Regions from separate parts of the Mus musculus genome. Here all the other regions are linked to region 1. Evidence: chromatin contacts called from public HiCAR-type, capture Hi-C and promoter capture Hi-C data. All regions are on one chromosome and are shown on one strand. The core of a region is the stretch at or near the end of the contact, and the rest is flanking DNA. Distances in the headings are between cores, read along the strand shown. Region 1 holds the start of Fbln7 (fibulin 7). Region 2 holds the start of Snrnp200 (small nuclear ribonucleoprotein 200 (U5)). Region 3 holds the start of Ptpra (protein tyrosine phosphatase, receptor type, A). Region 4 holds the start of Astl (astacin-like metalloendopeptidase (M12 family)). Region 5 holds the start of Adra2b (adrenergic receptor, alpha 2b). Region 6 holds the start of Kcnip3 (Kv channel interacting protein 3, calsenilin). Region 7 holds the start of Bub1 (BUB1, mitotic checkpoint serine/threonine kinase).

Evidence for each region. Promoter capture Hi-C pulls out the DNA fragments that hold promoters and counts their contacts. HiCAR-type assays count read pairs that join an accessible place to other places. Capture Hi-C pulls out chosen DNA fragments and counts their contacts.
Region 2: a contact with region 1 is called in a promoter capture Hi-C map of liver, with 4 times the contacts expected there. The contact joins the promoter of Snrnp200 here to the promoter of Fbln7 in region 1. A contact is called at or near these places in 2 of 39 promoter capture datasets (hippocampal neurons and liver).
Region 3: a promoter capture Hi-C map of liver shows a contact between it and region 1, with 5 times the contacts expected there. The contact joins the promoter of Ptpra here to the promoter of Fbln7 in region 1. A contact is called at or near these places in 2 of 39 promoter capture datasets (both in liver).
Region 4: a contact with region 1 is called in a promoter capture Hi-C map of liver, with 8 times the contacts expected there. The contact joins the promoter of Astl here to the promoter of Fbln7 in region 1. A contact is called at or near these places in 2 of 39 promoter capture datasets (hippocampal neurons and liver).
Region 5: a contact with region 1 is called in a capture Hi-C map of macrophages, with 4 times the contacts expected there. The contact joins the promoter of Adra2b here to the promoter of Fbln7 in region 1. A contact is called at or near these places in 2 of 9 other capture datasets (liver and macrophages).
Region 6: a contact with region 1 is called in a promoter capture Hi-C map of embryonic stem cells, with 2.4 times the contacts expected there. The contact joins the promoter of Kcnip3 here to the promoter of Fbln7 in region 1. A contact is called at or near these places in 4 of 39 promoter capture datasets (cranial neural crest, embryonic stem cells, neutrophils and 1 more).
Region 7: a contact with region 1 is called in a HiCAR-type map of astrocytes, with 5 times the contacts expected there. The contact joins the promoter of Bub1 here to the promoter of Fbln7 in region 1. A contact is called at or near these places in 4 of 39 promoter capture datasets (embryonic stem cells, hippocampal neurons, liver and 1 more), 1 of 115 datasets of contacts at active chromatin or transcription factors (astrocytes) and 1 of 9 other capture datasets (macrophages).

Annotation. Positions count from the first base shown.
Region 1 is chr2:128,862,222-128,865,835 of GRCm38.p6, forward strand. Fbln7 (fibulin 7) reads left to right here and starts at 1,711. Exons shown (of 8, transcript NM_024237.4): 1 at 1,711-1,926. The coding sequence starts at 1,852.
Region 2 is chr2:127,206,755-127,210,368 of GRCm38.p6, forward strand. It overlaps Snrnp200 (small nuclear ribonucleoprotein 200 (U5)), which reads left to right and starts at 1,632. Exons shown (of 45, transcript NM_177214.5): 1 at 1,632-1,784; 2 at 2,220-2,383. The coding sequence starts at 1,740. 1810024B03Rik (RIKEN cDNA 1810024B03 gene) reads right to left here and starts at 1,526. Exons shown (of 2, transcript NM_198630.2): 1 at 1,421-1,526.
Region 3 is chr2:130,448,423-130,452,036 of GRCm38.p6, forward strand. Ptpra (protein tyrosine phosphatase, receptor type, A) reads left to right here and starts at 1,856. Exons shown (of 21, transcript NM_001163688.1): 1 at 1,856-2,136. Gm52562 (predicted gene, 52562) reads right to left here and starts at 3,148. Exons shown (of 3, transcript NR_165481.1): 1 at 3,113-3,148; 2 at 2,871-3,022; 3 at 1-2,361.
Region 4 is chr2:127,339,568-127,343,181 of GRCm38.p6, forward strand. Astl (astacin-like metalloendopeptidase (M12 family)) reads left to right here and starts at 2,069. Exons shown (of 9, transcript NM_001291003.1): 1 at 2,069-2,184; 2 at 2,784-2,909. The coding sequence starts at 2,130.
Region 5 is chr2:127,361,518-127,365,131 of GRCm38.p6, forward strand. It overlaps Adra2b (adrenergic receptor, alpha 2b), which reads left to right and starts at 1,662. Exons shown (of 1, transcript NM_009633.4): 1 at 1,662-3,614. The coding sequence starts at 2,063. The coding sequence ends at 3,409.
Region 6 is chr2:127,519,508-127,523,121 of GRCm38.p6, forward strand. Kcnip3 (Kv channel interacting protein 3, calsenilin) reads right to left here and starts at 1,885. Exons shown (of 9, transcript NM_019789.4): 1 at 1,731-1,885. The coding sequence starts at 1,745. The region is part of intron 2 of Gm35478 (a long non-coding RNA gene); the gene reads left to right.
Region 7 is chr2:127,830,150-127,833,763 of GRCm38.p6, forward strand. Bub1 (BUB1, mitotic checkpoint serine/threonine kinase) reads right to left here and starts at 1,710. Exons shown (of 25, transcript NM_009772.2): 1 at 1,571-1,710. The coding sequence starts at 1,596.

The DNA of each region.
Region 1 (3,614 bases), core at 461-2,960:
CTCTGAATTCAAGGGCAGCCGGTCTACAGACCAAGTTCCAGTACAGCCAGAGCTACATAAAGAAACCCTGTCTCCCCCACCACCACCACCACCACCACCCCACGCCGGAATCCTTATCGATCTCCTGTCTGTTCCCACAAGTGAGGATGAAGTAAACTTTACGGACATCAGTTCTGCCTGTGGATGCCTTGATCTTGAACCTAGCTTGCAGAGCCTCGCGGCACACATTGTATTGTTTGTACACTGCCTAGTCTGGAGTACTTTGTTATAGCATCTCTAACAGGCCAAGAGAGGACTCTCGGCTTGCCTTCTGCTTTCCATCTAAAGCAGCTCAGAACCATTCCATACAGAAGAGTGAGCTTCACAAAATGTCCTTGCAGGGAGAACTAAATTACGTTTTCCAGGAGTAGAGAGGTCCGAGACATCTGGTTCACTCATAGCCTGAGTACAGGAACCTCAATTCCATGCCTGTCACAGGGCTGTTACCTAACTAGACCCCAGGCGTGTTCTGTAGCTGGGCCTTTACTTTAAACCCTTGGGAAACAGACGGAAAACTAGAAGGAAGGCTGTAGACTCTTCGTCACGGAGCATGTGCCCTACTTAGTCACTGAGCATGCGCCCTCCTAACCTAGTCACTGAGCATGCGCCCTCTTAACTTAGTCACTGAGCACGCGCCTTCCAAAAGCCCTAGGGAGAATTGATTTAAAAACTGGCAGAGTTGTCCAAAGGGTGACTTAGTCTAACTCAGAGCCCTTTAAACTTCTTGCTCTCAGTCTCTTTTCACTGAGAAATATTTCTGCAACCTTAGGAATTCAGGCACATGAAGAAGTGTACAGATCAAACACGTACTGGTAATAAATCATAAATTTATTTTAAAGTAATTATTTGCTATAAATATAATTTTATCCTTTATTAAAATTAAAGGAAATTTGATATGCTTTATTAATTTTTACATGAAGAATTAAATCTTGGCTGAATATTTGATATTGAAGAATAAGAAGCAGTTTTGACTTTTTTCCCCCCCTAAATTGATTGTTTGGTTATAAAATTGTCACACGGAGCACACCACCTCATATAAGTAAGTAGTACAAAGTAGCAAAAAACTTAGCGTGTACAGTAAAACCACTTCATTTCGTAACATAAGTTAGTCTGAGATCTGAGCCAAGTGTCCTAGGTGTGTGTGTGTGTGTGTGTGTGTGTGTGTGTGCGTGTGTGATCATTCCCGTGGTGCCCCTGGACATCTGACCAGTAGCAGTTATGGAGACCAAGGATACCTTGGATTCATTATATTTGATTTTGAATTAATTTTTGGTTTCGTGCCTCACCATTTGCTAAAATCAGTAACTCAGCTCCCATTTTTTTCGGCCCACGGTTTAAGAAGAGACGGTCTAACCTGGTCCAATTTATGAAGGCCATCTTTCTGCCATACTAACCCTGTTCTCTGTTGTCCTAGAGGAAGATGTCCTTATGTGGGCTTTGAAGTGGGACAGTCCTAAATTTGGCTCATCAATCAGCCGCGTGTAGTTGGCAGGGGCCTAGGTCTCTCCCGGCGGGCAGTGGGGACTGCGGACAGTGGGGCAGCCCAGGGTGGACACTGGCCACCCTTGGTCGCGAGGCGTCGCACCCGTTCTTTTCCCAGAGCAGAGGATTGGGCGAGCTCCCAGGCGCATTCCAGGCTCCACAGCTCCTCCTCTCTCGCCTCCGCCACAGGGCTGGCGCCTCCCCGCGTCGTCGGGACAGTCCCGTGCAGGCGGCTGCGGACTAGTGGCCTTGGAAGCTGCAAGGGACCCGCGCACTGCGGCCAGAGAACAGCGACCTGCCTTCCCCAGCAGCAAGGCTGTGAGTGGCAAGATGGGACCGGGCTCACAGCGCGCGCTTTTCCTCCTCTTGCTGCTCCTCGCCAGCCCCGGAGCGCGGGCTTTCCAGGTCAGTGTCCCCCGCAGTGCGTCTTGGAGTCCCGCTTCCCAAGGAGGTAGCGCCGAGGCCAGGGCATGCCATGCTCCACTCCTGTGCTGGAGTTGGGACTTGGAGCGGAGTCTAGGGCTGGGGTTTGGTTGATGGAGAGAGGAGCGGGGTCCTCCATCTGTCATTGCAGGCGACCTGGGCTGCTGCAGCCCAACGGGAGAAGGTGGCTCCGCGTGGGAATCGCCAGCCCGGGAAAGTTACCCAAGGATTTCTGAGACACTGGTCTTTTGTGGGTCTTGGTGAGAACACCTGGCCGCCCAATTCTGTTAGAGAATGTTCGTGCTCTCCAAACCCAACATTTACGTTTCTAACTGAAATATTCTTGCTGCCACCACACCCTAACCACTCTCAGAAATTCTTACCAGTGGCCTGATGGATCCTCAGGTGGTCCTATCCTGAGCACCCGAAGCCTCAGAGTTGCAATTATATTTTCTTACACACCCATATGAACAGCAGGGTCTTTTCTTTTCTTTTCTTTCCCTTTCCCTTTCTCTCTTTCTCTCCTTCTCTCCTTCTCTCCTTCTTTCTCTCTCTCTCTCTCTCTCTCTCTCTCTCTCTCTCTCTCTCTCCCTCGCTCCCCCTCCCTCCCTCCCTTCCTTCCTTCTTTCCTTCCTTTCTTTCTTTCTCTTTTTTTTTTGACATTTACGTCTCCAAATCCCACTGGATTTATTTGCTTGGCTAGATTTTATAACAATAACAACAACAACAACAATAAGTATTATTATTATTATTTTATTAACCATTGGAAACTGACTTTTAAAATTGAGACTGTAAATAAAAATGTATTTGAGAGACTTTGTATTGTCAGGTTCAGGTCAGCTTCCATCAAACGCGTGTCAGCAGACAGAGGTCCCTCAACGAGAGTCCTGAAGCAGCTTCTTCAACCATGCCAACAGCAGCATAAACAGCTGCAGGATGTGCAGGGAGGCTGGGTGCCTGCTGAGTGTCCAGATCCTTCTTTAAGACCACCCAGTCAGGAAGAAGTGGTATAAATTCCCTCTCTGACTGGACTCTGACCTGATCTTTGTCCATGCTCCATGTTCTGGGGCTAAATTGCTGTGCACTGGCAAGTTTCCCCGGGGATACTGAGAAGTCCCCTGGGGTGCAGCAAGGCTTTCCGAGCCTGGAGAATTTGGTTTAGATCAGACCTGCTCCTGTTAGTGCGGAAGGTAATGAGTGGGAGTCACAGGAAGTTGCTCAACAGCCAAATGGCCAGGACCCAGCCTGGGGCTACTGTGAGCCCACCCACCAGAGCAATGGGATCTCCCTAGTTTTGCAGATTACAAAGCCAAACCAAACCTTCACCCCATGCCCAGTGCCAGAAGCACAGAAGATACATCTCCACTGGGCTCCCCCATCCCAGGCTGCAAAGGGGCAGGGCATGAGAAGAGTAGACGTTCCGGAGACCAATCATCTCGTGATAGTGGGTGGGCATCTGTCCCACGGGGCGAGGTGGGAAATAGTGAGATTAGGGCAACTGGTAATCTGGTGCAGAGGCAGCACTGAGCTTGCCTCACTTTGAACATGCTCTTGCGACACTAAGATCCAATCCCTGCCGTGCCCTGGCCAGGCTTTCTCAGCCCCTCGACGCCAAGCATAGCCTTCTTTATCTGCAAAACATTTGTAGGTGAAACCAGAGGAGGCTAAAG
Region 2 (3,614 bases), core at 382-2,881, 1.7 Mb before region 1:
GAGTTCGAGGCCAGCCTGGTCTACAAAGTGAGTTCCAGGACAGCCAAGGCTACACAGAGAAACCCTGTCTCGAAAAACCAAAAAAAAAAAAAAAAAAATTGACAAGGGCTTATTTTATATCTTCCAAGTGGAACTCCATTTGGGAAGGTAACTATATTTGAAATGCAAATTCTTAGACCCCCTAAACGATAAAACTTCTTCCTACTAATAAAGAAGAAAAAAAGTAAATGAGTCCAACCTAGGGTTACTATGCTGCTCTTACTGTTAAATATGATAAGGTACAGCTTGTCACAACCATCCATAGCTGCAGCCACGGTGTTTATGAGTTGGAGGCAGGGGGATCAAGAGTGCAAGAGAAGTCTCTGGATAGCAAGTTTGAAGCCTGCCTGGACTCCAGGAGATCTTTTCTCAAAAACCAGATAAGGGCTAGAGAGATGGCTTAATGGTTATGAACACTGGCTGCTCTTTGAGAAGACCTGGGTTCCAACCCCTCCACACACATGGCAACTCACAACCTATCTGCAGCTCCAGTCTCAGGGGATCTGACACCCTCTTTTGGACTTCGTGGAAGTCTGCATGTAATGATACACAAACATACATGTAGCCCAAACACCTATCTACATAGAATAAAATGTAAATGATAAACCAAACAATAAAAAAAAATTGCCAGCAAAATGGCTGGGTGGATTAGGACACAGACTTAAGGTTCACTCGTGCTTATTAAATATCAAGGGAAAGCAGAACTCACTGTTTTGCTTTCAGTGTTGTGTAGAGAATTATGAAAAGACTAAATACCACCTTTACATAAAAGGTACCACTACTGCTGAATAAAACTGAATAGTAATTCCATACATATTATTTATTTTTCATATATTTCTTTAGTAAAACATTCGTGTCACATTGAGGAGGACAAAGTTATACATATGCTGTAATCCGCACACCTAAAGTCCTGACAGGCTGTGACAAAAGATTGGGCACAAATAGTTCTTCCTCTACCGTCAGTCAGCTGACACAGGGGAGAGTCTTGCGGAAAGGGGTTTGGGGTAGAAATCCAGTCGGTTACTAGAACTAGGTACATGCTAACTTGCTTTTTTTTTTTTTTTTTTTTTTTTTGTCTTTTTGTTGTTGTTTTGGTTTTTTGTTTGTTTTGTTTTGTTTTTCGAGACAAGGTTTCTCTGTGTAGCTCTGGCTGTCCTGGAACTCACTTTGTAGACCAGGCTGGCCTCGAACTCAGAAATCCACTACCTCTGCCTCCCGAGTGCTGGGATTAAAGGAATGCGCCACCATGCCTGTCTTGCTAACTTGCTTGAACCTTCAGCTTCCTTATCCCTTAGTTTCCGTTTGCCTGCATGTCTGCCTGCCTCACAGGATGGCTGGTATGAGAAACCAAAAGAATTACAGAAAGGGACTTTCAACATACGCTTAGGGGTTGGGCCTTGGCTCTGTCGCAGGTAGAGATGCCTGGAACCACAATTTGCACGCGCGTGTGTCTCGTCGGTCAATGGAATCCTTGACCCGGATGTACTACTGTACATCTCCGCAAACCCCGCCCAGAAGCAGTGGTTAGTAACCGGAAAGTCTCACGTTTAGCGGGCGTCCCGGAAGCGGAAGCAAGTCCGTTTCTTTTCTCCGTCCCTTACGTTCGTCCTGCGTTGTACCTGTTGTGCCAGGGCGGTTCGCTGAAGCGGTTCGGAGCGTGAAGAAGAGTGGAACCCTGAGTTCCCGGAGCATCAGCAGCCATGGCGGATGTGACTGCCCGCAGTTTGCAGTACGAGTACAAGGCGGTGCGTGTGGTCTCGAAGGACCGGTGCAGACAGGGGAGGTCGTGGACAGCCACGGACACTTGAGCGGGAGATCAGAGCTGGGTGAAGGATGGATTAAAACACGAAGGAAAAACCCCGTGGAATTTGGGGCGCTTGAGAATTTAGGAGTTGGGTTTTCCCCAGCCCCCTCAGCGCTAAACTCGCACCTTCTTCTCTTTACCCGCAATGTGCCCAACATTTTACCCAAATGTGGGCTGTTGTGGATGCTCTTAGGAGCGCTGGTCGTTCACCTTCTCAGACAGCAATAGTGCTCGCGCATCGTGTAATGCTATGTTATTTCTTCTTAAGAGCATGATTTTTTTTTTATTCCACTGTTTTCCCATCATCTGCTGTCACTGTAATAACAGGATTCAAAACTATACATATCAAAGTTTTGATAAAGTATGATCTTTTCAGAACTCAAATCTTGTGCTCCAAGCTGACCGCTCTCTCATTGACCGGACCCGCCGGGATGAACCGACGGGAGAGGTTCTGTCCCTGGTTGGGAAGTTGGAGGGAACCCGAATGGGAGATAAGGCTCAACGGACCAAACCACAGATGCAGGAAGAAAGACGGGCCAAGTAAGTACTAAGGGGATGCTGGATGCTATTTTTCCATCTAATGTAAAGCCCATCTTTAGCATTAGAGCAGTAGTTTTACTCAAGTTTATATGGAAGATGAGTGGTGTGTGCACAACAACCAAGGTTTAGAGCTTCTTTGGATTTAGGTGTAATGAAGTGGAACAAAATCTATTGATACCTTTTACTGACTCGTTTCTGATTCATAGATGTTAATTTTCTTCCGGTTATCTTTTTAAAAGATCTGTTTTATTTTTAATTACGTGCATGTGTATGTTCGTGTGGGTTTGTGCACACGTATGCAGATGCCTGTGTGGAGGCCAGAGAGGGTTTGAGAGTCCCTGGAGCTAGAGTTACAGGAGGTTTTGAGTTACCCAGTGTGGGGCTAAGAACTGAACTTGGGTCCTCTTGGAAAGCAGTACTGGGGTGAACAACTCGACTCTTCTCTCCAGCCCCATCCCCGACTGTTTTCAGGACTTGAGTTAATCTCCTCTCTGTAATTCACCTCCACCATGTTGTTACAAGCTTCTCTCCCCAACCCTTCTCTCCTTTTGTTGCCCAGCACTTCCTGATGATTTCTGTTGTCTTTTCATGTTGGTGGGTTCATTTCAAAAGTTAAATACTACTTACTTTATTTTGCCTGCCTTGCTTTTCTTTTCTCTTCTTCTCTTTTCTTTTCTCTTCTTTTCTTTCTTCAGAACAGAGTATCTTGCTCTGTAGACCAGGCTGGCCTTAAACTCAGAGATCCACCAGCCTCTGTTTCCTGAGCACTGGGATTGGAATTAAAAGTCCTGTGCCACCACCTCCCGGAAAATTGTGTTTTCTTTCCCCTCCGTCCCTCTCTCTCTCCCCTTTTAAAAAATATTTATTTTATGTATATGAGTACACTATAGCTCATCTTCAGACTGTAGCTGCCTTCAGACATGAAGAAGGCACCTCAGAAGAGGTCATCGAATCCCATTACAGATGGTTGTGAGCTACCACGTGTTTGCTAAGAGTTGAGCTCAGGACCTCTGGAAGAACAGTTAGTGCTCTTAACCGCTGGGCCATCTCTCCAGCCCTCTCCTCTCTCTTACTATGGAGTCTTAACAATCCCCAGGCCCTGTTTGATTTGAGTGCTTATGTTTTAGAAGAGCTTAATTATTGTTCCTTGGTCCTTCAGTTTTCAGAGTCTGACGTCTTTTCTAGTTGTTTATTGGGAGTCATTAAGAGTAAATTCCACTGGAGCCTAGTT
Region 3 (3,614 bases), core at 606-3,105, 1.6 Mb after region 1:
GCACTTTAGTGAACATTCTTGTTAGTCTATTACCCATGTCCACCCCAGAATGTTTGCTCCTGAGAGTTGACATCTCTGACTTACTCTGAGAGGTGTCCAGTGCATGATCTGCATTCAGGACATAGAGAACAACTCATTGCTTCATTTACTAGACAGAAAGGTAGGCAGGGAGGGGAAGTGACTTGGACTTTTGAGGGGAAATGGGGCTCCTTTAATCCTATCCTTCAGCCCTGCTATTCCAGTTCTTACCTGCAGGCACCAATGCAGCAGAGAACAGGGAGCTCCCACTTATCTTTCTCTTGGTTCCTTTTTTTCTATTTTATTTTTCTTCCAAGATGGCTCTTGATTGTGCTAATGGGGTAGGGAGCTCTGAAAAGGACCAGGAGTCATAGGTTAACTGTAAATAAGAAAAATTTCAAAAAAATTAAAAAAACAAAAAACCCCAAAACAAAACAAACAAACAAACAAACAAACAAAAAACCGAAAGAAAGAAAAAGAAAGAAAAGAAAAAAAGTTTGCTGGTAGGGTTTGCTCTAAAGCCAAGAGGCTGCTTTCTTAGCCAAGAACCAGTATTTTTCAGATTTGTTTTGTTCTGTGTTGGTCTTGTTTTGTAAAGTATTGTGTTCTAGTGAAAGACCCAACTTTTCATTTGGTCACTTTTCAATTTGCTGTGTATTTGCATCCCTGATAGACTTTGTACTTTCTAGGAAATGGGCTTCTGGAACTTGTAGGAGGAGCGGACCTCATTGGCAGGAGTCTGACATTTAGGAGACAGGATAGAGGTCTTGTAGACTGTCACTGAGATGGCCCTGAGGAGGGAGATCAAGAGTCACAAATCTTAACTCAAGGAGAGGTTTTTACTACCCAGAGGGAGGAAGTTTAAAGAAGGCCCGCTTCAACGCACATTTGCAGGTCCTGGCTCTGGTCTGCGCACACTTACTTATTCAACAAATAAAGGAAGGGTGTTTGCATAGAGTTCTAACTTGGCGCCCTAGGTCTAGCAGCATCCAAAGTGCTCTAAACTGAGGACTGCTACCTTCCGAAAAAATCGACTTATGGTTCCTAGAAGCTAGATGCACAAAGAACGCTGTTCGCTTCCCTGGTCTCTCTCAGCGCTTTCAATCTTCTCCTGACCACTATGCATGTATCAAGAAGTATCTCCCCGCTCGCTGCGGAGCACCGTGTGCTGTGCTTCCATCCAGCTCTAGAGAATCAGGCCCAGCTTGCACATCTGGAAAGCAAGAGAGATTTCCCTAGGGTTCGGGTGGGGATGATGTGGGCTGGTTTATTTAAGATGACATACTCAGAGCTAGACCGGTCCTAGGTACTAGGCAAATTCTTCTCGCAATTACATCCTTTAAGTGCCTTACAACTAACTCTCTCTCTCTCTCTCTCTCTCTCTCGTGTGTGTGTGTGTGTGTGTGTGTGTGTGACAGAGAGAGAGAGAGAGAGAGAGAGAGAGAGAGAGAGCGAGAGCGCGAGAGAGGCAGAGGCAGAGGCAGAGGCGCGGGGTGTGTTAGAGAGAGGATCACATTTGGAGAAGGATGGAGATGGCTTTCGAGTGCCTGAGTTCACCAGTTGGTGTGGCTTGTGCCTGGTGTCAGTTTCCTCATCTGTAAACAAGGAAAAAAGCCCATGCCCGGGGGCCTAGGACCGTGACTAGGTGGGAGACGTGTGCCAGGGGAGGATAGGGAGCGTCCTGTCCTGTTACCCGGAGACCCCCAGTGCGCCCGGGGAACTCCGCGGCGCAGCGGGGCGCGCAGGGGTGGGGCTCACGGAGGCGGAGACGCCCGCCCGGCGTCAGCGAACCAGCGCCCGCCTCTCAACGGCCAATGACGAAGCGCCTTACAGCCCAGGCCGCGACGGGAGAGAGGCTGCGGCGAGTGAGGCGCTGACAGGGACTCGCGGGGGCATCTTGCACAGACCCCTGGACCACGCCGCCATCGCAGCCTCCAGCCCAGTCCTCTCTCTGCCGCTTCTCCTCGCCATGGAGGCGAGGCCGCCGCCGCCGCCGCGGGGCTTCGAGCAGCGGACCGGGCGGCGGCCCTGAGGGGAGCGGCGGGCCGAGACGCCGCCGCGGTCCTGAGGCGGAGCTGCCGTGCGCGTCCCCCGCGGTCCCGCCCAGCGCCGGGCTCGGTAAGCGTTCGCGCCTGCCGCCGTCGGGAGGGCTCGGGGAGGTGGGGTGGCTCGGCCGCGCGTGGGAGCGGTCCCTGGATCCTATCCTGGAGGAGCGCCTCTGGCTTGTGCATCCTGGCACCGTGGACAGGGGGAGGGGGTCCCGGAAACGTGCGGGACACAGACAGGCTGGAACTTTGCGGACGTCCTCCTCCGGCCCGGGCCAGGGCGCTGCCGTAGTTCATTCTGAAAGAAAAAAACTTTGAGCAGCGAAAATGGGATTTGCTCAGGTCCATTTAATGGGAGGAGATAGGTGGCACACGCAGTGACCATCCCACCTCCCACCTTCCCCTTAAGACCCCTTCCTGGTCCTACTCCCAGGCCCCTCTCTGCCGCCCATTCCCAACTGTTGTGTATGCTTAAGAAGGAAAATATGGACTTAAGCTACCCAGAATTCAAAAGCAGCCACTTGGGAACGCACATCTCCTGTGTTTACTTTCAGTAATTCTTAAAAATTGCCACGGGGGGGGGGGGTTGAGCCCCTAATATTTCCTAAAAATAACAACTACAGAGGCAGAGATGATCCTGTCTATTAGAGGGTTTTGTTGTTGATAGTGATGATATTTGTAGGACAAGCAAAAAAATGTTCCAAACCCTCTTGGACAGAGTGTGATGTCGGCCGAAGCCCTTGGCTAGGATAGGGAATTTCTGTTGAAAACCAGCCTCATGTCCCCGGCTATGGCACCACTTGTTACCTGCTAACTCTTGAAGCAGCCAGAGAACCAAAAGATGGTGGATGAGGAAAGACTGGGACAGGATGAACATCTTTCTGTCTGGATACTCCTTTCGAAAACGTAGATCAGACGCTGTCATTTGTGTGCTTAAAAACTCCTTCACTTTCCTTCCTCTGTGAATGAGATGGAGGAAAACCCAGATGCCTTACCGTTCCCTACAAGGCTCTTGGCAGTCCTTCCTGAACTTAATCTTTGATGGTTACCTCAGTCCTCTCATTCTCCTTTCTCTTCCACGCTGTGTTTAGCCATTCGGAGCGGCTCGGCCACCCCCTCATATGTGGGAGGGTTTTGCTTTCAGGGTCCCCCTTCTCACCCTTCCTTGCCTGGTTCCGGGCCTTCCTTGTTTGAGAAGCTTCTTGCGGACCGGCTTCTTCTGGGTCCTGTTTAAGACTTCCCTGATAGAATTCGTCCTAGTTATCTTGAAGCCCCTCAACCACCTCCCAAGAGAAATGTTTCCTAGTGTTTCCTGGCAGCCTGCTTGGAGTGTGGGTTGCCCATACCGGGACTTGCAGACTCTGATTCTCTATGTCTACACGGCTGTCACACCTGGGAGAAACTGGCAGGCTTCCCAAAATCTTACCTGCTTCTCAGCATCTGCCTGACTATCCCTGAAAAGCCAACAACTCCTCAGTTACCTTTCTCCTCTCTCTGCCCCAGTGGCCCCATGGTCAGATCCAGGAGACTTTTGACTAGGTACCTTTTAAC
Region 4 (3,614 bases), core at 819-3,318, 1.5 Mb before region 1:
TCCAGTTTCGCCTTTCTCCGTAGCACACACACACTGCTTAGTTTTTCTATGTTCCCCACTATTCATCTTATATCTGTTTATTGTACTGGTGCCCGCCTGTACCAGGCCATGAGGCAGGCAACCCTACCAGTTTCTATTGGGACCTGTGGACTTGATGCCCAGCTCAGGGTGGACACCTGCGTCCCAGAGTCATTAACCTTTCATTATCTTATACATAGCATGGCTGGTTGCTGGCGGTCCCATTAGACCTATTCCTTGCCCTTCTGTGTTTCTAACATCTTACCTGCCTAGCAAATGGCCTTTCTTTCTTTCCTCTCCTCCCTCTCTTCCTTCCTTTCCTTTTTTAAGACAGTCTTACTATGTGGCCTTGATTTGTCTGGAACTGAATATGTAGACCAAATTGACCTCAAACTCACAAGAGATCCACCTACCTTTGCCTCCCAAATACTGTGTATGAGATTTTCCACTAATGTGATGATAATGATTTTAGTAAGCACATTTAAGTAGTTAGGTCATTGTTTTAAATATATTTTTGAGATGGCCCCTCACTATGTAGCCCAGGCTAATTTTCAATCGGTTCTACGGGATTTCAGGTGTGAACCACCATGACAACTCATGTCGTCGTTTTCTTCTTCTTCTTCTTCTTCTTCTTCTTCTTCTTCTTCTTCTTCTTCTTCTTCTTCTTCTTCTTCTTCTTCTTCTTCTGTTTTTCAAGACAGGGTTTCTCTGTGTAGCCCTGGCTGTACTGGAACTCACTTTGTAGACCAAGCTGGCCTCAAACTCAGAAATCCTCCTGCCTCTGCCTCCCACATCCTGGGATTAAAGGGGTGCGCCACCACCCCTGGCATCTTCTTTTTTAATGGGAAAAAAATGGAGTGTTTAAGGTACTTGACAAGCTTTGACATATATAAGCACTGTGAAGGAATGAGTCTGCTGGTCAAGATAATTAGCATATCCATCGGATTCCTGGAAACCAGTCTAGATTCTGCTCAGGCATCAGCAGCATCTGCTTTTATTATAGCCCCTCTGTCTGGCTCTAGCTTCTACTTCTTGAGAGATGTTTGCCCCAGGCTCAGCAAGAATGCCAACAGGTCCTTGTGGAGCTCTGGCTTTCCTTTACTGAACATGGGGGTGGACTTGGTATGTTCCAGGCTGTCCATCCAGGCCGGGTCTCTGGATGGCAGGATGTAAAGGAAGAAAGTCTGGGAGCTTTGTATTTTGAATTAGTGAAATGGGAAGGGGCCCTGGCCGATCATGTCAGTGGGCAGTGGCATTGGAAGGACCACAGTCATATGAGCGTCTAAGAGTTCAAAAGTGTCCCCTCTGCAGTGGGGGGCGTCTCTGGGTGCTGATGATGCTGGTGTTCAGTGTGAAGTTTCTCAGAGTCTTGCAACCTGTGTACTTTCCTATATGGCTTCTGAAATAAAAGCTTATAGCTGGGCATAGTGACACATGCCTTTAATCCCAGCACTCAGGAGGTAGACACAGGCAGCAGGCAGATCTCTCTGAGTTTGAGGCCAGCCTGGTCTACATACTGAGTTCCAGGACAGCCAAAGCTACTTAATGAGACCCTTTCTCGTATAAATAGAGGAGGGGAGGGGGGAGGGGAGAGATTATACGGGTATGGTGACCACATAGGGAGAGGTGCCTTGAGTTTCCCAGCAGATTTTCTGGGTCTGAACCCTCCGGTAGTTGGTGGAACAGGAAAAGGAAAGCCCCCTTTTAGTGACTGGATCTCAATCCAAGTCATGAACTACATGAGGCTGCAATGCTTCTCTGCCCTCTGGTGGCAGGAGGGGGAATCTCAGGGAAGCTACCCTGCTCAAGGGTATCCTAAGGATTTGTTTTGTGTCCCCGGCCCACTTTTTACCCACTTCAGCCAAGATGGATGGGACTATGGTCCAGAAGGCTCAGGCTGGGGACAGGGGTAGAGTCCTCTGGTAAGACTGGGCAGGTCTTCAGGTGATAGTTGTTGGGAGGAACTGCAGGTGGAGGTGGTTGGGAGGCTGCAGGTGTGGGCTGGAGAAGCCCCTATTAAAGGGGGTGGATGGTAGAGTCCCTGAGTTAAGGAGGCCTTTCCCTGCCACATTTCTGTGTGTTGCTTGCCAAGAGGGCAGTGAGGACCCACCATGGGTATCATGGGAAGCCTGTGGCCTTGGATATTAACTATGCTCTCCTTGCTAGGTAAGCTGGCTCCAGTCTCTGGGACATTGGGAAGAGGCCAGAGGCTGCAGCTGTGGCTTAAGATAATCTTAACTTAGTTTCACAGCTCCAACATGGCGTTGTAGGGTTGTACCTATGAGTGAGCCCCTGGGAACCAAGGAGGAGGCCTCCTGATACTTGTAGGAGTAGAGAGGGCCCACCTAACAGCAGATTGCCAAGTGTCATACCATATACCTACTTGTTTTAAGGTAAGCCAGTTTCTAGCCTGGCTGGGGCAGCAGGCACTCAGCCTGAGTGGAGAGAAATGTTCAAGAGTAGGGTCTGAGGCCAGCCTTGATTCTGGTGCTGCCTGAAGATTTAAAGTCTACTGTGCCTCTTTTCTGCCTCATATTGGCTGCCCTAGCCTTTCTGAGCCAAGTGTTAGTCCCTTAAAGGGATCTCCTTCACTGAAGGCATCTAGGCCTTGTCACCAGGTATGATGAGTGAGATAGCCAGGCAGGCTTCAGGAATGCATCCTGGGTGGCCTCTCCTGGAAGGGGCTGGATTTTGCTGCCTGCTGTCCCGGCTCACAGTGGAGTCCCGGGGGCATCTATATGTCTGCACTTGTCTTCCTGAGCCAGGTTTGAGCATGGGAGCACCCTCAGCATCCAGATGTTCTGGAGTCTGCAGTACCAGTGTTCCAGAAGGCTTCACTCCTGAGGGAAGCCCGGTATTTCAGGACAAGGACATCCCCGCAATTAACCAAGGTGAGAACACGGGGCCACACTCCAAAGCCATGCTGAATGTGGACATGCGGAAAAGATTGAGAGGAAATGTCCCCATGCATGCAGGGAAATCAAGTTTCATGAGGAAATGCTTGTCTGTTTTTCTGTATTCTTTTGCTGGTTAATATTTTTTATATGAGATACTGTAAATGTCTTTAGAATGATCTGATAAGAGCACTGGTGTTCTCTCGGCTTGGGACTTGAGTAAAATCATCAGTCGATATTTGAGAGCATGTCAATCTCTCTGTAAGTAGCGGTGTGTAAGCGTGACCTGGCCAAGTGGGGTGGATTGTTAAGGAACAAAGAAGTCTGTGGCTCAGGGCATCTTTGTCTGGGGATCTCGGACATGAGGAACACAGACGCATTGGGCTGAAGTTGTTGGCAATGGAAATGAATTCAGATCTTGGCGTCATCATGGGCTGAAATGTTGGCAGAACAGCGGTAATCTTGCTTTAGTGTAGATGGTGACTACTGCTCCCTTCATTCTCTGGTTAGAAGCTCAGATGGACCCAGTCCTCGGTCAGTCATATGGCTTCCCTGGCACTCGCTCTCAAAGTCACAGACTTTCCCATGCTCGGGCTCACAGTAGTTGCTAACAGCTGTCCCTGCCTAGCTGATGTCTTGTTCGTAAACACCACCAGCTGCAGCTGTGAATGACAGCTCTGAGGGCTAAGGCCACACAACTAT
Region 5 (3,614 bases), core at 412-2,911, 1.5 Mb before region 1:
GGCTAGGCATGGTGATCTGGAGACTGAGTTGAGGAAAGACTGGTCTGTGGGGACCCAACGGTCACATTTGAGATCTCACAGTGGTGGCCATGACAAGTCCAGTAGACTCACTGACTTGAGGTGAGATTTGGGAGTGGACTCCATCTTTAGGGATTCATATATATATATTTATGTAGTGCCCTTCAGAATTAGGAGCTGTAAATACAAGGCCTGGTTCTTTTCACACAAGCTGTGGAGAAACCTCCTTGAGGCTGGGGGTGGAGCAGGGCCCAGTTCAAAGTTTTTTTTTTTAAAGATTTATTATTTTTTTGTGTATGATTGTTTTTTTCTGCGTGTATTTATGTTTCACCTGTGCGCTTGGTGCCTGTGGCGTCAAGTGAGGTCATCAGATATCCTGGAACTAGAATTACATTCTGTTGTGAGCTGATGGAAAGGGGTTTGAAACTGAAATCGGGTCCTCTGCAAGAGCAAGCGCTCAGCACTCAAACTTGTTCTCCCACTGGATAGGCTGCATGAACATCTGGGGCGGCCAAGGCCGGCTCCTTTCTACACCTGAGCCACCCACATTGACTTTTTCTGAGCTATGGAGAGATCTCCTCACACCGCTCTGGAGGAGGGACCTCCTTTTCCGTTGGTCAAGAGGCTCCTCTCCAAACCTGCGCTTTGAGTCAAGCTGTTTCCCTCTTTAAGATTTGTTTTAAAGTATGGGTCTCTGTGTGGCTATGTTCAGGGGAGTGTAGGTGGAGGCCAGAGGCATACCATCCCTGAAACGGGAGTTACAGTTTTGAGCTACCTGTTGTGGCTGCTGGGAACCGAACACAGGTTCTCTACAAGAGGCACTCTTAACCACGGATCCATCTCTCCAGTTTTCCCTTCCTACTTTAACTTTTTTTTTGCCTTTAATGGAGAAAAAGGAAGCAGCAATAGGGTGGTTGAAGTCCACTAGTCGCTTCTCACCAAGGAGTAGTTAGTGTGTGTGTGTGTGTGTGTGTGTGTGTGTGTGTGTGTGTGTGTGTGTGTGTGTGTGTGTGTGTGTGTCTGGGACCTGCGAGGACATCGGCCCCTAGCCTCTTGCACTCAGATGGCAGCAGAGGGCGCTCGCAGCACAGAGACTCACTCATTGCACCTCGCAAGTCTGACCTAGACCTAGTGGTGTTTGGGTGGGGAAGCGTTAGGAAAGGGGATTTGGAACTCTCTCCCCACTTTGGTCCGGCCCCTAAGGTTCTCGGTTGCTGGGATGCTGGATGGAGGTGTGGCTTATTATGCTTAAGAGCTCAACACTCTCCTACACGCTTTTCTGTCGGGCTGCTGCAAGCGACAAAAGCAGTCTATCGATCTGGGTGCTCTGTCCTAGACTCGCAGACAGAAGGCAAGTGGACCCTTGGGACAGACCAGCTCCGGGTCTCAGCACGCACCGATTCTCTTCGGTACATACTCTTCCCAGAACGCCGACGACCCCAGACTCCCTGCTCTCTAGACTCGGCCGCGCAGCGGCGGGAAGGAGAAAGATGTTGGGGCCCGGGGCGAGTAAAAGATGTGCGTCGCAGGTCCATGTCCCGCAAAGCGCACCTTCCACCCACCCTGGTCGGATCGCCCGCCCCGCCTCCTTCCCTCCTCCAGCTCCCGCCCCCAATCTCCTCCCTCCTCCCGCGGTGCTGGCTCTCCTCCTCACGCCCCTGCGCGGAGGGCTGACTGCAGGCGCGGCTCCGGGAGAGAGCGCCTTTACCGAGAGCAGGGTGCGCTTCCCCAGTCGGTTCTGTGAGTCCTGCAGCTGTGCCGCACGACGGCGCGACTTTCCTCTGGTCCCGGGACGGCAGTGAGACAACTTGGAAAACTTCTCTGGGGCGGACTGCAGGGACGCCGGGCACCAGTGGCAGAGAACGTAAGAGAGCGATAGATGGTCCTGGGTGTCCCCGGACCTCCGGCCAGGCTACGGTGCTCCAGAGCCATCTGCACCGCCTGGGGGGACGGCCCCCAACAGTAGCGGAGCTAGGGTGGCGCTTTCTCCTGCGTACTGTGAGTTTGGCCAGCATCTTTCTCTCTGGACATGTCCGGCCCCGCCATGGTCCACCAGGAGCCCTACTCGGTGCAGGCCACCGCCGCCATCGCGTCGGCCATCACCTTTCTCATCCTCTTCACCATTTTCGGCAATGCGCTGGTAATTCTGGCTGTGTTGACCAGCCGCTCTCTCCGTGCACCACAAAACCTCTTCCTGGTGTCACTGGCAGCAGCCGACATCCTAGTGGCTACTCTTATCATCCCTTTCTCTCTGGCCAACGAGCTGCTGGGCTATTGGTACTTCTGGCGTGCGTGGTGCGAGGTCTACCTGGCGCTAGACGTGCTCTTCTGTACCTCCTCCATCGTGCACCTGTGTGCCATCAGTCTGGACAGATACTGGGCAGTGAGCCGAGCATTGGAGTACAACTCCAAGCGCACTCCACGCCGCATCAAATGCATCATCCTCACCGTGTGGCTCATTGCAGCCGTCATTTCTCTACCGCCCCTCATCTACAAGGGCGACCAGCGCCCAGAGCCCCACGGGCTCCCCCAGTGTGAGCTCAACCAAGAAGCCTGGTACATCTTGGCTTCCAGCATCGGATCTTTTTTTGCTCCCTGCCTCATCATGATTCTCGTCTACCTGCGAATCTATGTAATTGCCAAACGCAGCCACTGCAGAGGTCTCGGAGCTAAGAGGGGCTCTGGGGAGGGTGAGTCCAAGAAGCCCCATCCGGCCGCCGGGGGAGTTCCAGCCTCGGCTAAAGTGCCCACCCTGGTCTCTCCTCTATCTTCTGTCGGAGAGGCTAATGGACACCCCAAGCCTCCAAGGGAGAAGGAGGAGGGGGAGACCCCTGAAGATCCCGAAGCCAGGGCTTTGCCACCCAATTGGTCTGCCCTGCCCAGATCAGTCCAGGACCAGAAGAAGGGGACTAGTGGGGCAACTGCAGAGAAGGGAGCTGAAGAGGATGAAGAGGAGGTGGAAGAATGTGAACCCCAAACACTGCCAGCTTCTCCTGCCTCAGTATTCAACCCACCCTTGCAGCAGCCTCAGACTTCCCGGGTGCTGGCCACGCTACGTGGCCAGGTGCTTCTGAGCAAGAATGTGGGTGTGGCCAGTGGGCAGTGGTGGCGCCGTCGGACACAGCTGAGCCGAGAGAAGAGGTTCACCTTTGTGCTGGCGGTGGTCATTGGTGTTTTTGTGGTCTGTTGGTTTCCTTTCTTCTTCAGCTACAGCCTGGGGGCCATCTGCCCACAGCACTGCAAGGTACCCCATGGCCTCTTCCAGTTCTTCTTCTGGATTGGCTACTGCAACAGCTCTTTGAATCCTGTCATCTACACCATCTTCAACCAGGACTTCCGCCGTGCCTTTCGAAGGATCCTTTGCCGGCAGTGGACCCAGACTGGCTGGTGAGCCTGCCTGCTCCGGGCCAGTGCCAGGCAGGGTTAGTGCCAGGACCACCCGGTGGTAGTCTGCCACCTCCGCAGTCTATGTGACCATTTCCCTGGGGCCCATTTGCAGACCTCATCCTCAGACACCCCTGAAGGGGAAAGGACAAATGTGCTGTTCCCAGGGGCTCATTTGAAACCTTCCCTTGCTGACTGTACTGTGGGATACC
Region 6 (3,614 bases), core at 635-3,134, 1.3 Mb before region 1:
AACACAGGGTTTGGCCAGGAGGCCTGGCATTGTGGTCAGTGCCCACTCTGCAGGGCCAAATGAAAGCTACTAAAGGGACGGCTAGGGTATGGTGAGAAGGCAGGGACAGAACTGGGTCAGCTAGTGACTGTGACAAGTGTGGCCATCTCCCAGCCTATGTTAGTTGCTGTCCGTCCTGCTACCTCCATAATCTCCTACTGGTAGGGGACAGTAGGGACTTTATCCAGCTCCACTGTCACTGTGGTGCTGGCTTCCATCTTGGGCCAAGCTACACATGGAAATCCAGGGGGCAGCCATAAGCCTAATGAGTTCCATGAGTGCCCAGGAGCCAATGGTGGGCACAGTGGAGGCCACAATGGCCAATAGAACAGCCAAGTGGACTATGGGACTCTGACCTCACACTCTGCTCATCTGGTAGGGGAGTAGTGGTTAAGGACCCAGGAAGAATTCTGGGAATTAGAGCCACCAGAGATGGGTAAAGGGAAGGGGGCTATGCTATCCCCTGCTGATGGACAGTGCCAGCTGTGTGCAGGTCTATGCACACATGGCTGTAGAACTCCCTGTATCTGTGGACACACAGAGTCACGTTGCTGGGCTCTGTGAGGGAGGGGTACAGTCATAGGGTATCTGTGTGTCCAATGTCTGTAGATGCACACAGCTTCACCTATCATCTGAGTGTGGATGTGAGTCTGGGACAGAGAGCTGTTTATGCTTCTGCTGTGCCAGTCCAGAGCTTTCTAGAGACAGGTGTGACAAGAGAGAAAGTACCTTTCAAGGTACCCTGCCCTTGTGCTCAAAGGGCTTTGTTCCATCTGCAGATCCTTCATGGTATTCTGGGAACTGGACCAGAGGACAGGGATAGTAACCTGGACTCTGGGGCAGAATGGCCTGAAATCAGTCTCCAGCCCTCTCTGGGCTGCTTGCCCTCATTGGGAGTGGGGCAGGAAGACATCTTTTGGGAAGAAAGACTGTAAGATGCCAGCCCAATATCTATTTTTTTTTTTAAATAAGACCTTGATTTCCTTATTTGGGGCATTCAACCGGACCTGGATCTGATCCTTTCTCCCCCTAAGCAAGATTACCCTGGACTTGTGTGCGGCATCCAGGTCAGACTTTCTGAGGGTCGGTGCTAAGCTGGAGCACACCTTTTGTTTTTTTTTTAATTTTTTTTTTGTCTCTCTTCTTCCCCTCACCTGGCTACTATTTCTTGAACTTTGTACCGGGTGCCTCTTTGCCTCCCCTCTCTCTCCATCCCCCAACAGCTCCACAGAGGCAGAGATGTTTGTGATTTTATTAGGGGTCTCATAGTGCTTTAAGAAGAAGGGGGGGTCTTCATTCATTCATTGATGGATTACTTGAAAGCTTTGCCCGTTGGCTTGCCCACACACATAAGACATCCTTTTCCATGCTCCTGTGTCTCACTAAGATCTATGAGGCTAGGGTCAGGGTCAGCTACCCCAGCCCCTGCCCCAAGGACCTAACTGAACAGGACCAGCCATGGAGCTAATTTCAAGCTTCTCTTCTGTCCACAGACACCCAGAGCCTCTTCCATCCAAAGGCCACGGGATTCCAGCCTCCCAGGCAGGAATGCTCTGAACAATTACTTTCCCTTATATGGATTAGCGAGAGTAGGGGCCAAGGACCACTGTGAAAATACTCTCTAGTCAAGACCAACATCAGAGCCCCACCTTCCCCAAGTCCAGGCAAGTCCTCAGCCCCTCAGCGCCTACCTTGGTCCTCTGCATCTCTGCTGCTGAAAGGGACCGTCACTAATCTTCCCGCTTTGCAGCCCGAGCAAGCCAGACTGCTTGGTCCGGCTGGCAGCTGCCTCATGTTTGCTTGGACCCAGACGCAATTGTCACTGGAGGTTTCTCTCCCGCCCCCTGCCCACTCCTTCCACCCTCCCTTCCTTCCGAGTCTTAGCTCCACCTCTCTTCCTCTGCCTCTTCCCTCCCCCTCTTATCTCCCCCCTCCTTCGCCTCCATCCTGACAACCTCCAGTTTCTCTTTTTCCTGTGCTCCTAGTCCTGGCCTCTCAGCCTATCTGGCCCCCAACCCCCCTTGCTTAGTTAGGCTCAGGGTCTGTCCCTGGTTCTCATCTCCCTCTAGTACAGGGTCTGTTCCTACCCTTCCCAGTCACAGGGATAGAAGGGAGGGTACTCCACCACCAGTCCCTGCGCAGGACAGAGAGGAGCCCTTGGGATTACGTCACTAAGGTAACACCTGGGGTCCTAACACCTCTTGTTGCTCTCCCCTATCTGTTAGTCACCTCTGTGCGACCCCTCATAGGCCTTGCTGTATGAAAACCTTCCAAGCTGGAGCGAGCACTTCACACTTTCCCAGTTTCACTGTCCTTTGACTTGAGGTTGGGACCAAATTCAGGCATTCAGAGCAACCACGGGACCTCCCCTAGATCTCCTGGCGTGGGACCTGGGGATGGAGAAGGGATCGAGGGTCCTGACCGTCCTCGGGAAGGCTCCTTCCTGCCCTGTGGGAGACAAGCTCTTGGGCATTTTCTAATGCCCAAGGGAATCCACCAGGAGCCAGGTACGGAGACCAGCGCCAAGTTTCCCTTTTTGGCGCCCGGAGGAGCCTGCCAGTGCCAGTAGTTCCCATGGAAACAGAGCCTGAGCCATCCCCTCTTTCCCAGAAAGCCCAGGAGCACTTGCTTGCCCTTCCTACCCTGTCCCACCCCCTTTTTATTGAGTCAGCCAATTAGCGGCAGCTGCTAGACCCTCCCCGGGCAAAACCCTGGGGCTGTTGATCCCGAGGCAGGAAAGCTGTCCCCAGAGGGGAGGGGACAGTTCTGCCATCTGCACAGCAGGACTTCACTCCGGGCAAGAGACTCTCCCACAGAGGGCTCTCTGGGAAAGAGGACGACAAGGGTCCCAGAGGCTCCGGGGTCAGTGCCAATCTTCCAAACTGACTTGGCATTAGGCAAATTCCCATAAGGCCTTGGAGTGGCATAGTGGGCTTAGAAGAAAAGGGTCATTATCCCAGTCTATGTTAATGATGGCAAAACTCAGGAAAGCTGAGTCTTTACCTATCCAACAAAGCAGTATATCCAGACTGTGTTCACTCAGAGCCAGTTCTGGAGGAACTCTCTACCCACCAGTTACATGTCCACGATTCAGGAATCAAGCCCTGTCCTTACTTGTGGCATTTTTTGAGAGGCAGGGTTGTCTGAGCACTCCACTCCAAGTCAGTGCCTCTTTCTAGAGAGCCACAAGTCTCTGCTTGGCTCCCTTGCTGAGATTCCACTCCTCTGATAGGAGCTCCTTGGGAGTAACAGGCTGTGGCAGAGCCAGCCTAGAACAGAACCCTTCCGTCCTGGGCCTACCAGGGAGCCAGCAACCTCCCCAGCCCTATCCAGCAGGCCCTCCTCATAAAACGTATGAATGGGCATCTGTGCCCTGCCAGGAGCCTCAAGTCACCTGACCCCCTTTCCTTGGGTCCTCTCAGACTTTCCCAGGGCCTGGGCATTGCTGGGGTCCTTCCAGGGTCTCTGGGAGATGGAGGAACGAAAAGGGCTGAAGCAGATCTCCTCAAGTGGACCTCAGCCTTGCTTTGCCACATGGGCACAGGCTGACTTCCCCTAAACTCTTGGAATTTGAG
Region 7 (3,614 bases), core at 460-2,959, 1.0 Mb before region 1:
CCATAGTACCTAACCACAGCTTAAGAAGTCAGGCAAACAAATCAGGGCCCAATGACCTCAGATGCTAGTGGGATAAACAAACACAAACATAAAAATAGTACCATGTTTCGTTAACTATTAAATAGAAAAGGGGGGCAAACTAAAGGAGTAAGAGTGGGCATATGTTATACTTAAGGACTTGTTAGCTAGCTACCACAGGCATGTTAGGGAAATCATACAGGCTGACAGAACTTGAGCAGAAAGAGTCAAATAAAGTGTGAAGAGAAGAGGTGGCAAGCTCTATCTGCATTTTAAATGTCTTCTTTGTTCCTTCACAAAAAGGAGCAGGGCTGGAACCATAAACAGTAATGAGTTCAGAAGTTACAGCAAGTAAGGGTGAGAATAGTATGTGTACAACTTTGGAGAGAGGATACATGGCAATTAACTGTATTCTCAGTATGCATCAAGTTGAGAAACAACCATAGGTTTTTAAACTGAGAAATGATAAGATTAGGAGAAAAAGAATTTAAAAGTAGTATTTTGGTAGATGACCAGAAAACTATATCTCAAAATATATTTCACTGGCAAACTGAAATGATCATTCAGAGAAACTGCAATGGTTTTCTCATAATTTAGTAGAGATTTTAGCAATTTATTTTTAAGTCAACGATTCTCACTTTTTCACTTTGGATTCATTTTGGATTCTTTTTAGCATGTTTGAAATGTCAGCACTACTTCTGTGTTTAGAAGTTCTTATTTAGCAAAATAAGAAATACAAATATTTGTCCAAGATAAACAAACATTGAATAGCCCCACACCAACCACACCTCCTGGGAAAATGGCTTAAACATCAAATCATTAAAATAAATTAGTCTTTAAAAATCAAAATACCTAGCTTCTATTTTAGAACGGGGAGGGGAAATCCTTAGTCGATCTGATCAAAAATTAAATTGCTTAACGCCAACAGATTTTGGATATCTTACTCTTAGAATACCTAAAGAACTGATGAAAATAAAATTGTATTTCTTGTAACATCCGATTTAACAGTTTTAAATGGCTTAACATCACAGGCTGAGTAAGTCACCTAAGCGCCCGCCCCCAGACCCCAAAACAAAAACAAATAACCAATCAGTGCCTGCAGGAAGCCTCAAATGACTTAATAGCAAGCATTCCCCCCCCCCCATAAAGTTCAGCTTTAATTTTTTTCTTACGTATCAGGCAATCGAGAAATAATAAATTCTTTCCTTAGTTGGGTGGCATTTTTATCAGACTTTGAAATTTTCTCCAAAAATCTCCACCACCACACAAGTTTGGGTTTTGAAGGCGGGGCGTCCCTCGCGTCTAGAGGAAGTTCCCCATGGAGAAGATACGTGACTTCAGAAGGTTCCGCAGACTGCCCAAATCCTCGGCACAAAACGGTAGCCGGCTGCAGCTTGCACGTCTACTCGAGTGACCCGGGGGCTACCGCCTTGGCTGAGGCCTGGTGCAGCGAACCCGCTGAGGAAGCGGCGCTGAGGAGAAAGCGCGCCTGAGGGACCCGGACTCTAACCGTCCCGACCGGCCCACCTCACCGCACCTGACCGACACTTACCGAAAGACATTTTCTAGGTTGTCCATGACGAGAAAAAACGCGCAGCGGCGAAATACCCCACCAGCCGCCGACCAAACTCCCCATCAGCCCCTAACCCCGAGTCTCGAAGGCCGCCGGCGATTCGAATTCCCCGCGCAGCCGCACTTGTGATGTCGAACGTGGGCAGCGCGCCTGACTATTGGTCTCCGCTGCGGGAGAGCTGGCCAATCGCTGCGGCCGTTGCTGGGAGACAAAGTCCCGCCTCCGTCCCCGCCCCCTCCGTCCCTAGCCCGCAGTTCTTTTCATTTGCCTTTTAGTGAGTCCTATGCTAGGTGCTGACTGAGCTAAGGTTTGTTTCCATTCTAGTGAGACACTAGCCATGTTTTGGCATAGAGTTATTATTATTACTTTTTAAAAAACGGTATAAATGGCAACTGGCTTACAGTATTACACTACCAGGCCGAACGTGACGATTCTGTGACTGAAACCCCTTTGAGTCCTCTTGGGTCTTGAGAGTCACTCACGAATTTTTGTCCTCTTTGCTTAACAGAAATGGCATAGCTGGTGAGCTGGCTCGGTGAATAAAAGCATCCACAAGGTGGAAGGAAAGAAAACCAACTTCCTCAAGTTGTCCTCTGATCTCCACATGCATGCCGTGGCACATACTCATATAACAAATGAGGAAACCACAATCATTATGTCTGGTTCACGAATGAAGACAAATAGCCATGTATATGTGTGTGTGTGTGTGTGTGTGTGTGTGTGTGTGTGTGTCCATCCAGAGTTTTATGGGATCCCATGCCTTTGGCCTCTGCCACACTTGGTTCACATAAAGGCACACCCACACGTATTTGTAAAATATTCATAGTAATTTTAAAGAGTCCGGAAGTCCAAGAATAAATATTTAACATGTTCATGTGCCCTGAGAGTGAGTTGAGAAATAATCTAGTCTTCCCTGCTTCTTGAGTTTTAATAACTTCCCACTTTGCCTCTCTAGGGTCACTTGACCAAAGCAAGTAGAACATAAAAGACTCATGCGATTACTACCTTCCTGTTTCTAAAGGTCCTGGGAGTTTTTCAGCTCCTTCAAGTTGATAAAAAAGATATTGCAGCTTCTGGACAGATAGACATTTTCTAACCTAGAGAAAAGAATTATGAGTGATTTCCCATTTGATTTCCTAGAATCATCTAACTAGAGGAACATTCCTGACATGTCTTTATAGCTGCACACGAAAATATTGTCTGTGGCCATGATATTGGCAGAATTGGTAAACACCACTAGAGGGAGTTCCAGGTTCTTGCATTCCTCGTAGATAGTAGCAAGCAAAGTAGATTAAGAATACACTTCCAATGTTTGGCTGCTAACATCTGCCTCTATTTGTAAGGCTCTGGCAAGGCCTCTCAGGAGACAGACATATCAGGCTCCTTTCAGCATGCACTTCTTGGCATCCACAATAGTATCTGGGTTTGATAATTGTATATGGGATAAATTCCCAGGTGGGACAGTCTCTGGGTGGCCTTTCCTTTAGGCTCTGCTCTACACTTTATCTCCATATTTGCTCCTATGAGTATTTTGTTCTCCAAGAAGGACCGAAGCACCCACTCTTTGGTCTTCCTTCTTGAGCTTCATGTGGTCTGTGAATTGAATCCTGGTTATTTTAGGGCTTGTATCCACTTATCAGTGAGTGCATACCATGTGTTTTCTTTTGCGGTTGGGTTACCTCACTCAGCATGATATTTTCTAGTTCTATCCATTTGCCTTAGAACTTCATAAATTCATCGGTTTTTGTTGTTGTTGTTGTTTGTTTGTTTGTTGTTTTTTTCGAGACAAGGTTTCTCTGTTAGTCTTGGCTGTCCTGGAACTCACTCTGTAGACCAGGCTGACCTCGAACTCAGAGATCTGCCTGCCTCTTCCTCCCAAGTGCTGGGATTAAAGGCGTGCACCACCACGCCTGGCAAATTCATCATTTTTAATAGTTGAGTAGTACTCCATTGTGTAAATGTATCACATTTTCTGTATCCATTCCTCTGTTGAGGGACATCTGGATTCTTTCCAGCTTCTGGC